Linked DNA regions of Mus musculus: regions 1 and 2 are each linked to region 3. A link is a contact called in public HiCAR-type and HiChIP or PLAC-seq data. All regions are on one chromosome and are shown on one strand. The core of a region is the stretch at or near the end of the contact, and the rest is flanking DNA. Distances in the headings are between cores, read along the strand shown. Region 1 has its middle 40 kb from the start of 1110032F04Rik. Region 2 overlaps Ift80 (intraflagellar transport 80). Region 3 holds the start of 1110032F04Rik (RIKEN cDNA 1110032F04 gene).

The links. HiChIP or PLAC-seq counts read pairs in DNA pulled down with a chosen protein or histone mark. HiCAR-type assays count read pairs that join an accessible place to other places.
Region 1: a HiCAR-type map of Th17 cells shows a contact between it and region 3, with 2.6 times the contacts expected there. The contact joins the enhancer-like site here to the promoter of 1110032F04Rik in region 3. A contact is called at or near these places in 6 of 484 Hi-C or Micro-C datasets (Th2 cells, cerebral cortex, cortical neurons and 2 more), 9 of 115 datasets of contacts at active chromatin or transcription factors (CD8 T cells, SST interneurons, Th17 cells and 3 more) and 3 of 9 other capture datasets (adipose tissue, liver and pancreatic islet).
Region 2: a CTCF HiChIP or PLAC-seq map of CD8 T cells shows a contact between it and region 3, with 11 read pairs. The contact joins the enhancer-like site here to the promoter of 1110032F04Rik in region 3. A contact is called at or near these places in 1 of 39 promoter capture datasets (embryonic stem cells), 2 of 15 datasets of contacts at CTCF or cohesin (CD8 T cells and the NIH/3T3 cell line), 3 of 484 Hi-C or Micro-C datasets (cerebral cortex, embryonic stem cells and epidermal suprabasal cells), 4 of 115 datasets of contacts at active chromatin or transcription factors (CD8 T cells and embryonic stem cells) and 3 of 9 other capture datasets (adipose tissue, liver and pancreatic islet).

Annotation. Positions count from the first base shown.
Region 1 is chr3:68,827,372-68,831,709 of GRCm38.p6, reverse strand. No RefSeq gene overlaps it. Among named protein-coding and RNA genes, the nearest start is that of 1110032F04Rik, 40 kb to the left of the region's middle. Within about 2 kb of position 1,604, at least 6 of the 459 cell types and tissues checked have an H3K27ac peak or open chromatin away from gene starts, as enhancers often do. A contact at or near this core is called in Th17 cells, where this site is marked.
Region 2 is chr3:68,904,289-68,908,790 of GRCm38.p6, reverse strand. The region is part of intron 18 of Ift80 (intraflagellar transport 80); the gene reads left to right. Among named protein-coding and RNA genes, the nearest start is that of 1110032F04Rik, 37 kb to the right of the region's middle. Within about 2 kb of position 3,225, at least 39 of the 459 cell types and tissues checked have an H3K27ac peak or open chromatin away from gene starts, as enhancers often do. A contact at or near this core is called in CD8 T cells and cerebral cortex, where this site is marked.
Region 3 is chr3:68,866,432-68,870,883 of GRCm38.p6, reverse strand. 1110032F04Rik (RIKEN cDNA 1110032F04 gene) reads right to left here and starts at 1,298. Exons shown (of 1, transcript NM_001167996.1): 1 at 1-1,298. The coding sequence starts at 1,176. The coding sequence ends at 433.

The DNA.
Region 1 (4,338 bases), core at 355-2,854, 39 kb after region 3:
GAAAAAGATTGTTCTGGTGGATTAGTAATGTCTCCCTCAGGGATGGGACAGCAGTATATGTGATATCTGTCTCCCCAGGTTTAGATATTGCCTAACCCAACACCTGTTCTAAATGCTTTCTCCCTTTACATAGATCTATTGGGCATCGTGGAAAGCCTAAATACTTGCTTGCCTGGCTTGCTTTGTAGCTAAGGGTGATCATGTCACACGATTCCTGTTTGGATGTGAGTTTGCAGGTAGGCAGCCTTCTTGTGACCAGGAGGATAATTTGAGGAATCAGAACCTATAAATCCCACAAAGCATAAGGCACTGCCAACAGTTGGCCAACTTCAGATGTACAGTCAGGTGAGACCTGCCAGCTCCTATTCATTTCAGATAGCTATAACTTTTTGTGGAACATTTTCCTAACACATCCTAGATCATACACCTAACTTTCCAGAACCTAATATAAATTATCGTTAGTAGATATCAAATATCTCTTCAGCCAATCTCTTGCTGTTTAAGTGTGGAATTATGAATTCCTGCTACTCTGCTAGCTGACACTCCAGAGAAACAGTCCTTTAAAATATTGTGTGGCTACAAGAAGCCCATGAAATGGCTGTCTTAGAACTAGCTCTGTAGACCGGGCTTGCCTCAAACCCAGAGATTTGCCTGCCTCTGCCTCCCGAGTGCTGGGATTAAAGGTCTGTTCCACTTCCACCCCGTGTCTGTGGAATGGACAGAACACTGACCAAGGACACCAGGAAGGGTGAGGTACCGTCCCAGGTCTGTCCTTACTATTTGTGCCCTAAGTCTTTCAGGATTTCAACTGCATTGCATACAATGAAGGACTGGCCCAGAAAATGCTCAAGGTGTCTAGCTCTAATAGAAATGGATGGAAATGGCTCTGAAGAGTAACTTTCTCTCCGTGCTGCAAAAGATGAGCTTGCTGTGGTGACACGATCCTTGGATCAGACATAGGATCTTTCTCAGAAATGCTGTCTTGGTCCATCTGCTTGCTTCTGTCTGCCCTTTGCCCACCGGACATTTGATTCTTGAGCTATCCTGTAGCTTTGGTTTAGAAGCCTTCTCAGCAGTTTGGATTTCTGCATAATGGATTTGTTCCACCTCCCTGGAACTCTAACACCCATCTCATTTGTCTTCATGTTTGATCTCAGCTCCTGCCCTCCCCTCAGATCTGCAGCGAGCCCTGCTCTAACTCCAGTTACAGTGGAAAGAATGGAGTGTCCATAGAGACTAAGGCTTGTCCGTGGGCAATCCCCAACACCCCTAGTATCCAGTGTCCTGACACTCCATCATACTGAGCATGTCCAGGCCTTCATCATCATCATCATCATCATCATCATCATCATCATCAGCAGCAGCAGCAGCAGCAGCAGCAGCAGCAGCAGCAGCAGCAACAGCAGCAGCGTCTTCCTCCCACCCAGGCTGCCAGAGGTAGCTAGCCACATCAATCACACAGGTTAAGTAGCTGCCTTATAAACACCACGCACCAAGGAAAGTCTTCTTTGTTTGTATGGACTTTGAAACCCAGGTTCTAGGAAGAACTCAACTGTCCCAGCTATATGACCACATTTCTATAGCAACCACTTCAGGCTCCTACAAGCTGAACTATGAGGCACCATGGCTCCACCACACACGTGGGTGGACTGCTTATCTCCTGACCTTTAAGCATCATCACCTGTGCCCATGAATCTTTAAATTCACCCATTTGTAACCAGCCAAGAGGAGGAACTGAGCTTAGAAGGATGTGGGGGGACAGCTGTAATTCCTAACTCCATCTTTCCTTGTAACAAGTTGATTTGGGTATCATAAACCAATGTGGCAGCAAAAGGAGCGTGGACTTGAGATTTCCCATCTTAGCGGGAACTCCCATAATCATCCTCCAAACGCTGACACCATTGCATACACTAGCAAGATTTTGCTGAAAGGACCCTGATATAGCTGTCTCTTGTGAGACTATGCCGGGGCCTAGCAAACACAGAAGTGGATGATCACAGTCAGCTATTGGATGGGTCACAGGGCCCCCAATGGAGGAGCTAGAGAAAGTACCCAAGGAGCTAAAGGGATCTGCAACCCTATAGGTAGAACAACATTATGAACTAACCAGTACCCGGAGCTCTTGACTCTAGCTGCATATGTATCAGAAGATGGCCTAGTCGGCCATCAGTGGAAAGAGAGGCCCATTGGTCGTGCAAACTTTATCTGCCTCAGTACAGGGGAACGCCAGGGCCAAGAAGTGGGAGTGGGTGGGGGAGCAGGTGGGAGACTTTTGGGATAGCATTGGAAATGTAAATGAAATAAATACCTAATAAAAAAACAAATAACAAAAACAAACTAACAAAAATGAGAAATTTACCCTAGAATCTGATTTGTGGTTCCTGCTCTGTCCACGCAGTGACCTGCAGTCTGAACTTCAGACCTGGTGTGTCTGACTTCTGGAATCTGCCTTCTCTTGAATCTCTGGAGCAGCCGAGCTCCTTGTTACCCAGCTGTCAACAACAGAGTGCTGATACGCATACGCTTGAAGCTGTGCTCTCTTGCATGTTATGATAATTTATGCTTTCATACGGGTGTGTGCTTTTTTACTCTCTCTATATAATGACTTATATAAATAATGCATATGATCAGTAACAGACCGGCTAGTGTGTTAGTGTTAATCTTCAAGGTGATCGAATGTTTCCTAACACAGGTGATTAGCTTTTGTTTGGCTTAAATTTGATAAATCAGACTTGAAAAACAGATAACAAAGCTAGATGTCCATTGGCAAATGAGCTTTCTCTTTATTCTCTAACTTGATACCAACTGCCTCTCTAATGCACGCAGGGCCCAAACACAGCCTTCTGAGAGCATCTTTATGAAGAGAGGCCACTTCTGTTTTATCACTGTATATGGCAGAATGACTAATAGAGTCACCCCTTGTGCAGTCTACAAATGAGTGTTTGTCACCTACTCATATTCTGTGAAAACCTAAAAGCATTGAAGACACAGCTGAGCACTAAGCATCGAGTTCCGAAAGGCTCAAACTCAAGAATGAAGGAGGTTTCTCTCTGTCAAAAGCCCCCCATCCCATTTTAGAAGCAAGATGACTCTGCACGTTGGAACCAAACAAGAGGTGATGAGAAGTATTTTGCTGTAAGCAAGTATTTTCTTTCATTTTTTTGAAAGAAAAGCCGATTTCAGCATTTGTATATGATTGTGGTGTTTTCTCTCTCAGATTACGCCATCCCCCCCTCCAACAAGTTAGACAGTGTCTAAAAGCAAATTTAATGGCTTAACTTCATTAAAATTTGAAAGTACTGCAATGAAATTACATCAACACGGTGGATGTCGTCAAATTTCCCAGATTCTTGTCTCAGACCTGTCATTTAATGTTTTTATCAATGTGTGTGTGTGTGGGGGGGGGGGCTAATCAGGAAGATAACTTATACCTTGAATATTTTTCCTCTCATTGTAAGAACTGTTCAGTGTAATCATCAGTATGTGTGCACATTTGCTGTGAAAGTGAACCCCGTGATAGATCCACTCTCCCTAAACCATGATAAACATACAACAACAACACACATGGAATTCCTGAGGTTTATAAAACCAGCTGTGAGCCTGGAAATCTTCAGGAAAATGACTTGCTGTAATAACAACACCAAAAGGCATTCATATTGACAATGATCAGGGTTTCCAAAGCAGAGTTTAAATAGTGACATTTCTTAGGCTGCGGTGATGCTAGCGCCACGGATCTTACAGAGAACATTTTGCTTCTGATATTTATAACTTAGCTCAGCCTCTTTCTATTATTTATATTTAAATATAGAAAGAAATCTTTTCCTGTTCCTCTTGCTTTGGATTTTGCTTTTCAAACCCACGCAAACCCATGAGTCATAAATGAGACTGTGGAAATGAATGGTCCGCATCACACAAGAGCACACAGTGGCTACCCACATGAACCCAGACATTCCAACTATCAAGGTAGGTTAAAATTGCAAAAGTCTCAATATCTATGTTAATACCATTCAGAAAATCCAGAAGTTACAGAGGTAACACATTACTCTCATTCAACAAAATACACTTACATACAAACACACCTTTGAACTTTCACATACATACTGTAGAACATATGTAGCTAATGGAATGGAATAATTGGGACTCAGCTTCTAATCTTGGCTCTCTAATTCCTGGTTAGCTGGCATAAGTACATCCATCTATAAGACAGACATTAGTCTGTTTGCTTCCCCAACATGGCTGCAAGCATGGGAACTGTATTGTGTCATTGTTAAGTTTGAGATGCATATTACTGTTTCTTGAGTGACTGTAGAGGTGGAAGAATGACGACACAGTGGACTG
Region 2 (4,502 bases), core at 1,976-4,475, 36 kb before region 3:
GCTTGCTGATGTTCATGCTCACACAGCTTTCTTCACCTTCCTACAACTAAAGACCCAGCCCATAAAATGATGCCACACACCATCAGGGTCAGTCTTCCTACCTTAGTTAACATCTAAGAAAATACCTGGCAGACAGTTCCTAAGTTAAGACTCTGCCGGGGTGATTCTAGCTTGTGTCTGGTTGACAGCTAAATAGAGTACAGGGATCTTTTCAAAAGGGTCTTATCTTTACTTCATATGTTTATAATTTTTCTTAGGACTGGGCAGGTGGTCATTCTATCAAACAAAGGTTTTCATAGTTGACATATACTATCAAATGATGGCTTTAAAATTCTACGATCTTGTGCCTGTGAAAGGACAGGGGGCTAGGGCTTAAGTGTATTCCTGCACTTTTAGCAGCAGAAAAGGCCCACATGTCACACTGTGCAGGCCAGAGCTGCATTTCCTGGTGGATTATTTGCTATGTAGTAATTATGAAGTCATGGTTATTCTGTATAAAAAGTTTGACTGTGTCATTTAAATTGCCTTTGTCAAGGTCATGAGGCCCTACAGGGAGTGTGATTTACAGATGTGAAGTTCAAGGGAACTCCCAGTCTTTGAGGAATTAGCAAAATTCCTCAATATCAAAACTATCAAAATTATCAAAAAGGATAATTCCTTTAAGGAATTGTCAGTCGGTAGAGAACATAAGTCTATGGCTAACAATTAGCGTTTACAGAGAAGAGCGAAGTGCAGCCGTACCAAGTGCCCACTGTTAGGGTTTGGCTTAAGAAGAGGACTCAGCTGGGAGAGTGCTTACCATTTCATCATTTAAGGATCTTATTTGCATTCCAAGCACCCATATAAAAAGCTGGGTACAGCAGCGTACCTGTAATCCCAGTGCTGGGAGGGTGGAGACAGAAGGACCACTAGGGTTTCCTGGCCAGCCAATTTATCTGAATTGTCAAGCTCCAGGTTCAATGAGAACCCTTTTTAAAAGGAAAGGTATAGAGACAGATGAGTGCTCAGACCTAATCAGATACTTATAACAACATCCCTCTAAGGCTTGGGGAACAGCTCAGAAGAGGGAACAGAAAGAAAGTAAGAGCCAGAAGATAAGAGAACGGCTTCTAAATGTGCTCGTCTGGGTGTGACAGTCAATGTAGTCTTGAACTCACAGCAGCTGTGGTTACCTGCTCAAAACTTACCCTGCCAGCCATCAGTTATGGCTGGGGAGGGCGTCCCGTGGCCCTACCCCTGCTTGCTGTAATATATGTTACTGATAGATTCTGGGATATGAGGAGTCATTGAATAATTTTCTACCATGGTAACACAGAGGGCCCTGGTTGAATTCATTGTGTCACTTAACACACACACAGAGACATGAATGTGCGAAAGAGATTTATAGGATGAATAACAGGGATGGGGAGGGAGATGAGAGAGTGAGAGATGATAATAATAAGAATGCCCTTTATACATATATAAGAATGTCAATGAACAAATTTAATTAATTATAAAAAACGTTTTAAAAAGTAAAGTGGAAACTAATTGAAGGTGACACCCAGCATTACCTTCTGGCTTAAACACAGACACACACATACACATGCTCGCACACACAAAAGACTAGGCTTTGGAGTAGCATTTGGTTTCTAGAATGCTTGCCTAGTATGTGCAAGGGGGAAAAAGAATATTCAGCAAAATACGTTAGGAAGAACCAAAAGGATGAAGTTAAAAAAGACCTTGTTATGGAAAAGCACATAATAAATAGTGTGAGGTGACCATCAGTCAGCCTCAGCAGTGAGCAGTTATTACAGTCTCCATGCCCTCCCTCCTCCTACCATTTATTTTAAAGCAGACTACAATTATCACGTTTTATCTGTGAGAATTTAAATGTATCTCTCCAAAAGATTTTAGCTGCCATAATACCATAACCATACTTAAAAATAATCAGCAATTATACAGTGTTCCTGTTTCTCTGTTATCTAATGAGCATTTTTATGGTTTGAACTGTGATCCATAGAAGACTCATATTTTGTGATTAGTTGATACATTCTTAGACATCCTGTTTCTTTTTGTGTTTGCTTATAATTTTCCCACTGAAGGAACTGGACCTGTAGGACTTCCTATCATCTCGACATTGTTGATTACATCCTTATGGTGTCTGTCTCCTGAATTAGCTACAAATTCATCCTAAACCTAGGTCCTTACAGGTTTAATTGGGGGCTAGGGAGAGGGAACGTAACTACTGTAGCTTGTGGTATGTATATTTCCAGGATGACTGATCATCTGTGGTTTTCTGATATTGGCAAGTGTTGATGGTCACTGTTAGATACCTTACTTTTAGAATGGTGGAAGGAAGTGTTGAATGACACACTAGATTGCTTTTAAGGTCCCTGAACTCTACCTCTGTTTAAAGCTTCTAGAAGGGGGTGGCTTTTAATTCATTCATGTGTTACTCTGCTTGGAAGCCATGCTTTGGCTGGTTGTCTTTCTATATTTCATATTTGTTTTTGGAGAATGCCTGCAACCTGGTAGAATGCAGACTAGAGACATGTAGGTAGGTAGTTTATCTGTTTGGTGTCTATTTGTACATTCAGTGTTACTGTTGTCTGAGAAACTCAGGAGAATCAGAAATGAAAGCTCCAGGTATACACTAATATTGTGTATAAGTGTTAGTAAAATAATTTCTAATCTACTGCCAGTTATATAAAGGGCTTTTGATTTATTCAAGTTATGCAAAAAATCATATTTGGAAGTTATCATATCTTTTTATATAACTTTTTCCTATTTAAAATACATGGACTTATTCCAGCCCTAGAATCTAATGTCACATTTGTTTGGTTGCCAAACCATTTTAAAACTAGAGACATACTGTTCCCAAAACCCTTATATAATTTGAAGTAAGTTCCCTCCTAAATGTGGTAGAGAAACATTTTTTACCCAGTGTGTGTGCATTTAGAGAGTACTTAAAATAGCACATATGTAAATGTTTACTTTTAGCCATTACTCTTCAAATAATTAATGCATGCTTTATTGTCATAATGACAGTAATGTAGAGAATACTCGGGCCTAACCCCTGAATACAGGATTAGATATTACATTGTCTTCTCTGCATAATTAAATGTATTGATGTTTGCATACCAAATTACTTCCCCAGAATTTTTTAAAAGCCCCAATACAGAGTGGCTGCCTATGACTTCTGCTTTCACTTTTGCAAGCAAGGTTTCCCAGCCCATCATTTACTGTAAGGTGCCAGTAGTGTGATTCAGCAGAGTCCCCACTGACACACAGCTCAGCAGGATCAGAGGCTCAGGTGGGTAGAGGCTAGAAGGAAGAAGGCACCTTGGCCCCCACCACTCAACCCTCAGAGCCTCTGCTACTCAATCCTTGCCTTTTCTTTCTCACATCAGTCCCCATCTGCTTGATTCATTGTTCTCTGAAAGACTTAGTGTTGTACAAAATAAGAGACTCTGCTAGTCCATGGCCACAGCAACTCCTATAAAGAAAGCATTTAATTGGGGATTGCTTACAGTTCAGAGGTTTAGTCCATCCTCATCATGGCATGGAACATGGTGTTACACAGGCAGCTATGGTATGGGAGAAATAACTGAGAGTTCTATGTCCAGATCCACAGGCAACTGTGAGAGCAAGCCACTGGGCCTGGCTTGGGCTCTTGAAACCTCAAGGCCCAACCCCAGTGGCACATTTACTCTAACAAGGCCACACCTACCCCAACTAGCCGTACCTCCTAATCTTTTCAATAGTGATACTCCCTGGTGACTAAGCATTCAAATCTATGATCCTTTGGGGGCTATTCTCACTCAAACCACCAGAACAAAATACAGCATATGTTGATATGTTTTATAAGAAATCATGTTTCTTCATTTTGGCATTACCATTTGTGGTATTGCTGAGTTATACTCATATGTTTATATTGTTTGCCCCACCTGAGGAAGTAGTACCCTCAGCCCCACCTCTTGAAATAATGCCTTCCCCACATGAGGAAATTAATTTTGCAGAGTCTGCTCACGGCCCACCAATAGTTTCTTCTAGACCTGTAACCAGACTCAAAGCAAAACAGGCTCCTAGAGGGGAGGTAGAAAGTGTAGTCCATGAGGAAATTCGCTACACTACTAAGGAGCTTAATGAGTTTGCTAATTCATTCAAGCAGAAACCTGGTGAATATGTGTGGGAATGGATTTTAAGGGTGTGGGATAAGGGTGGAAGGAACATAAAACTAGAGCAGGCTGAGTTTATTGACATGGGTCCTCTGAGTAGAGATTCTAGGTTTAATACGGAAGCTCGCATAGTTAAAAAAGGTGTCAAAAGTTTGTCGAATTCATGGGTCCAGGAATCAAGGGGTGGAAAATGGAATAGTTCCACTTACTATCACCCCTAGTGACCCTCTAGGAAAATTTTTGCTTCCTGTCCCCATAACTCTAGGTTCTGCTGGCTTAGAAGTTTTGGCTCCAGAGAGGGGAGTGCTCCTACCAGGAGCTACAACAAACATTCCATTGAACTGG
Region 3 (4,452 bases), core at 49-2,548:
AAGCAGGAGAGCAAGGAATGGACCTATGCTCCTTCCCTTTTAACAACAGTAAAGCAAGCCGCTGGTCTCTAAACACACCAAACGGTTTACCTGTTCTTTTGGATTGGAGAAGCAGGCACTTACAGTGAACACAAGGGGAGGCATGGCAGAGGGCGGGGACGACCGTCCAAGAAGAGCTGGGGGCTAGTCCTAAGCCATTGCCCCGCCGAGCTGCCCAGCCTTGAGCCCAAAGAAACATAGAAAACCACAGATTCCCCGGGAAGCGAGAGGGAGGGGACTGACCCCAACCCAGGCGCGGGGCTACAGGTTGTACGGGGATGCTAGGTGTGGTCAGAGGCAGTCAGTGGCGGCCGCCAACACACCAGCTGTTGCGTGCCACCCGCAGCCCCCAACCTTGTAGGATCCGGGCGATCCCCATGAGGCTCCCTGAACTCAGATGAGCGGGAAACGGACCTGGCCGCCGTCGGAGTCCCCGGCACTGCCGCCTCGCGGGCGGCCGAGCACCGACACGGGCAGCACGACCTCCGCTGGGCTGAGCTGCTGCAGCCGCATGGACTCCTCATAGGTGGGCAGGTACTTGACCTCCTCGTAGCTGGGCAGCTGGAGAAACACCGGTGACACCACGTGCAGCTCGTGCTCCGAAACGCAGGAGGGAGGCAGGCGTCCGCCACTTCCTCGGCCCCGACCACCGCCACTATCCAACAGTGAGTCCTGCGAGCCCGCGGCCACCTCGTCGCGCAGCAGAGCGGGCGAGTCGTCGTCGTCGTCGGGTGGCCCCGCCGTCCCCGGCGGTCCCGCACCCCCGGGAGGCCCGGGTCGTGCCTGGCCAGGTCGCGCCTGGCCACGCGGGTACCTGCGTGGGCTGGGGCAGATGATGCGCTGCAGGAAGTAGCCGATGGCGAAGAGCACCAGCAGGATGAGCAGCCCAGAGAGCTTGCGGACGAACCAGCCCACGTTGTCCAGAAAGGCGTGGAGCGGCAGCTTGCAGCAGCGCACGGCCGTGGCGTTGGCCGAGTCGCAGCAGCGCTCCCGCTCACCGCACGCCAGCTCCGCGCAGCCCCCGCCGCCCCGCGAGGGCGCCACCAACGCCAGCGCCAACAGCAGCAGCAGCGGCAGCAGCGGCGGTGGCGCTGGAGCCACCGACAGGCCCTCGGCGGTGACCCCGGGACCCCACATGGCCGGCGCAGATCTCCGCTGGCGTCCGGGACCGCGAGGCTCGGAGCTCCGTCTGGCCCCGGCGCTGCGATGGGTCCCGCGCGCGCCGCCTCCCGCGCCCCGGCTACCTGCGGCCCGAGCGGTGCTCACTTGGCCACGCTGGGGCGGGAGGAGGAGCCCGGGGCGCGCCGAGGCTGCGGGAGGCGGCTGCTGCTCACCGCTGTCGCCGCCTCGGGAGCCTGTGACCTCGAGCCGTAGCGCCTGGGCGCCAGGGTCCCGGGAGAAGCGTGCGGAGCCGCGGAGATGAACAGAGCCGGCCTGCGCTGGGTCTCTCTGGGCATCTCGGCCGTTGCCCGCCGCGCTCTTCTTCCGGCACCTGGGTACCCCGCGGCGCTGGAAGGGTTAAGGCTGAGCTCTCAGCCCCGGAGCCCCTTGATCTTGATTAATTCAGCCGGCGCGCTCTTCCTCGCCAGACGGGCGGGGCGCGCTCTCTCACTAGCGTAGGTGTCTCAGTTTTAAGTGATTGGATTTCCCCGGGAATATTATTTAAATTGACTCGGACCGGGTTCCGCTTACCATCTTTCTTGTGATCTTTCTGATTAAAAATGAATGATGGCCATTAATGGCCAGTGCAGCCCCATTGCTGCCCTAAGGTTCTAGGGTGGGAATTGCTGGATAGTTCTGCTGACAGGTAGGTCCAGGTTGTTGGGGAGCGCGGACCCTAAGAAACTCCAGAACAGGTAAGAATTCTTTGGAGAGGCTCAAGTTACAGCCACAGAGGTAGCCCCAGAGGGACCGAGAAGCACTCTGTTGAGGTGACCCTGCTCACCAAGGAGAAGAAAGAAGACCTTTAGTTCTCAGAGACTCACCTGACCCAGCCCTCGGCTTTCCTGTACTCAAAGAGGACAGCAGAATTGTGGGGTGCAGGGGCTCCCTCCTGCAGCATAAATAGCCTATGTAGGAAGGCGGAGGGGAGCAGTAAGTGGTTGGCCAAGTTCCTGAGCGCGATCTGAAGGTCTTTTTCAAGGTTATTCTTGTTTGCAAAATCTGACTTTAAAGGAAACAAGTACTTTGTTTCCAAATAGTACTTGGGTCCGTTTCCCTTCATGTCACCCACCCCTGGAGGAAAGCTCAGCGCATCCAGACCCTTTGGGCATATATCTGTTGGGTGGTGGAGCCCCTGAGAAAGCTGCTTTGGTTGAGGCAGTATAAAACAGACACACTTACACAGAAGGACTCACTGACGAGGAAAACTAATAGGGAATTTTCAAGGTTGGTGTGAGAAAATAAGTAAAAGGACATACAGTGCCCGAACAGACTCAGCTATGACCCAGGCTTTCTCTTCTGAAGAGAGGAGGAGAGCAAGCAGAATGGGGTGGGGTTAATGGAGGTCAACCATGGGCCAGCTTAAGTGCAAAGTCTTCTGGTTCTTCTTTTGGTGGGAACACCATGCTTTGCTTGAACTTCAAAACGACGATGCTTTCTCTTCTAGGAGAAGTGTCTGTGAAACCTCCCTAAGCCCAGGCGTTTGCTAAGTTCTTGTGAAGCCAAAGCATTCTCTGGCTGTGCTCTGCGGGAAGGACTGAGGCCTAGTCCATAAAGCTTAAATCGACAATGCTTTCAAGCTATAGCCAGATAGGGGAATGTCAGAGTCAAGAGATTGACTCTGATAAAGTGCCTGTTGTATTATTTTCAGTCTCCCCCATTCCTTTCCCGAATTTACATTGAGAATGTATACTGAGTATGTTCTGTATTTGGGGAATCCTGCTAATTGATGAATAAATAATAGCCTCCCAAGAGTGGGGTGACCCCAGTTCTGCATACCAGTTTCAACTGATCAGAGAGAACAAATGCCAAATGTCTTCCTTCTTCATAACTTGCCCTAAGCTAAGATAAAAATTGATGTGTTTAATAGTCTCAGGCTAAGGGAAGCTCATGGCTTGATATGCCATGAGAGAAGTGCAGGGTCTCCTTGGGTTTTTAGAATTAGGGGTCCTAGGATTTCTGCCAGTCCTAGCAGAAGCAATGGCAGAAGGAAAGGGAGGGGGGACTCTGTGATTGATGAAAAGAGGAGGGCGGCCTGCTGGGTGGTGTCTTGAAATTTGAAACAAAGGCATTAAAATTTTAAATTACACTTTATATATTTATTGGGGGGGAATTATCTTCTTCCCCCATGGAAGTCCCAGGAATCAGACTCATGTCTCTGGCCTTGGCAGTGGTCACTTTTACAGTTCCAGGCATCTCACTGGACCCTAAACAATGACGTTTAACCTGTTTCGCTTCTGTCTTCTTTTAGTGAGTTAGAATTTGTTGGCAGATCTTTAGGACACAGTTAAAGAACACAGGCCTTGTATAAAATGAAATACTGAGAAGCCTTGCTTCCATGAAAGCAAAGGAAAGTGAGTATAGAACGGAGTTTTTATTTTTGTTTTCCAAACTGGTAGTCCCAAAGTGTCATCTCTTAGACCCCTCTGCAGACACTCTTGAGTCTCGGGGCCCTTGGTTTCACCTAATCCATCTTTATTTGCAGACTAATGCATTGTGTGCAGCTTTCCGAAGGGAAGAAGAGCAATCCGAGTGCTCCACGTTGCTGCGTTCATTCCTCAGATGCCTTTGCTTATATCTAACTTGCAAATGAGTAGGACAGGAAGACAGAAGTTAATCACATGTCTCATAGGAGTTTCATAGGAAAAAGTGCATTTTGTTAAAATTTGCACTAGATTGTGCTAATAAGTACACGGGGGTGGGGGAAGATAGTGAAAGGTGACTGACTTTGATCTAAAATGCATGCTTTGTTGGAATACAGTTTGGTAAAAATAAAGAACATTACGAGCTGGGGAAGGAACTGGGTTTGGATCCCTGGCAGCCATATAAAAAGCTGGGTGGGTCAGCACAGATCTGAGGAGGTGAAGAAAGCCAGGTCCTGCAAGCTTGCTAGGATCAGTGAGCTCTAAGTTTTGAAAAAGACTCTCGAAAAATAAGGTAGCTGTCAACTAAAAAGACACCTGATATCAACCTCTGGTTTACACGCGCGCGCGCACACACACACACACACACACACACACACACACACACACACACTTAAGAACATGAGCTGAGCTGCTCATAGTGACAGATGTGTTCCTGACAGCTTGAGATAAACCAAGTGGATCCATCATGAATCCATCATGCATAGCGCATCACACGAGAACGGAAGGTCATTTCCTCTCATGTGTGCTGCCCAGGGTTTCTTGCCTTCAGGCCTGAGAAACAACAACCCTAACCTTTTCACATCCCTTCTTCAAAATGTCTAGGCAT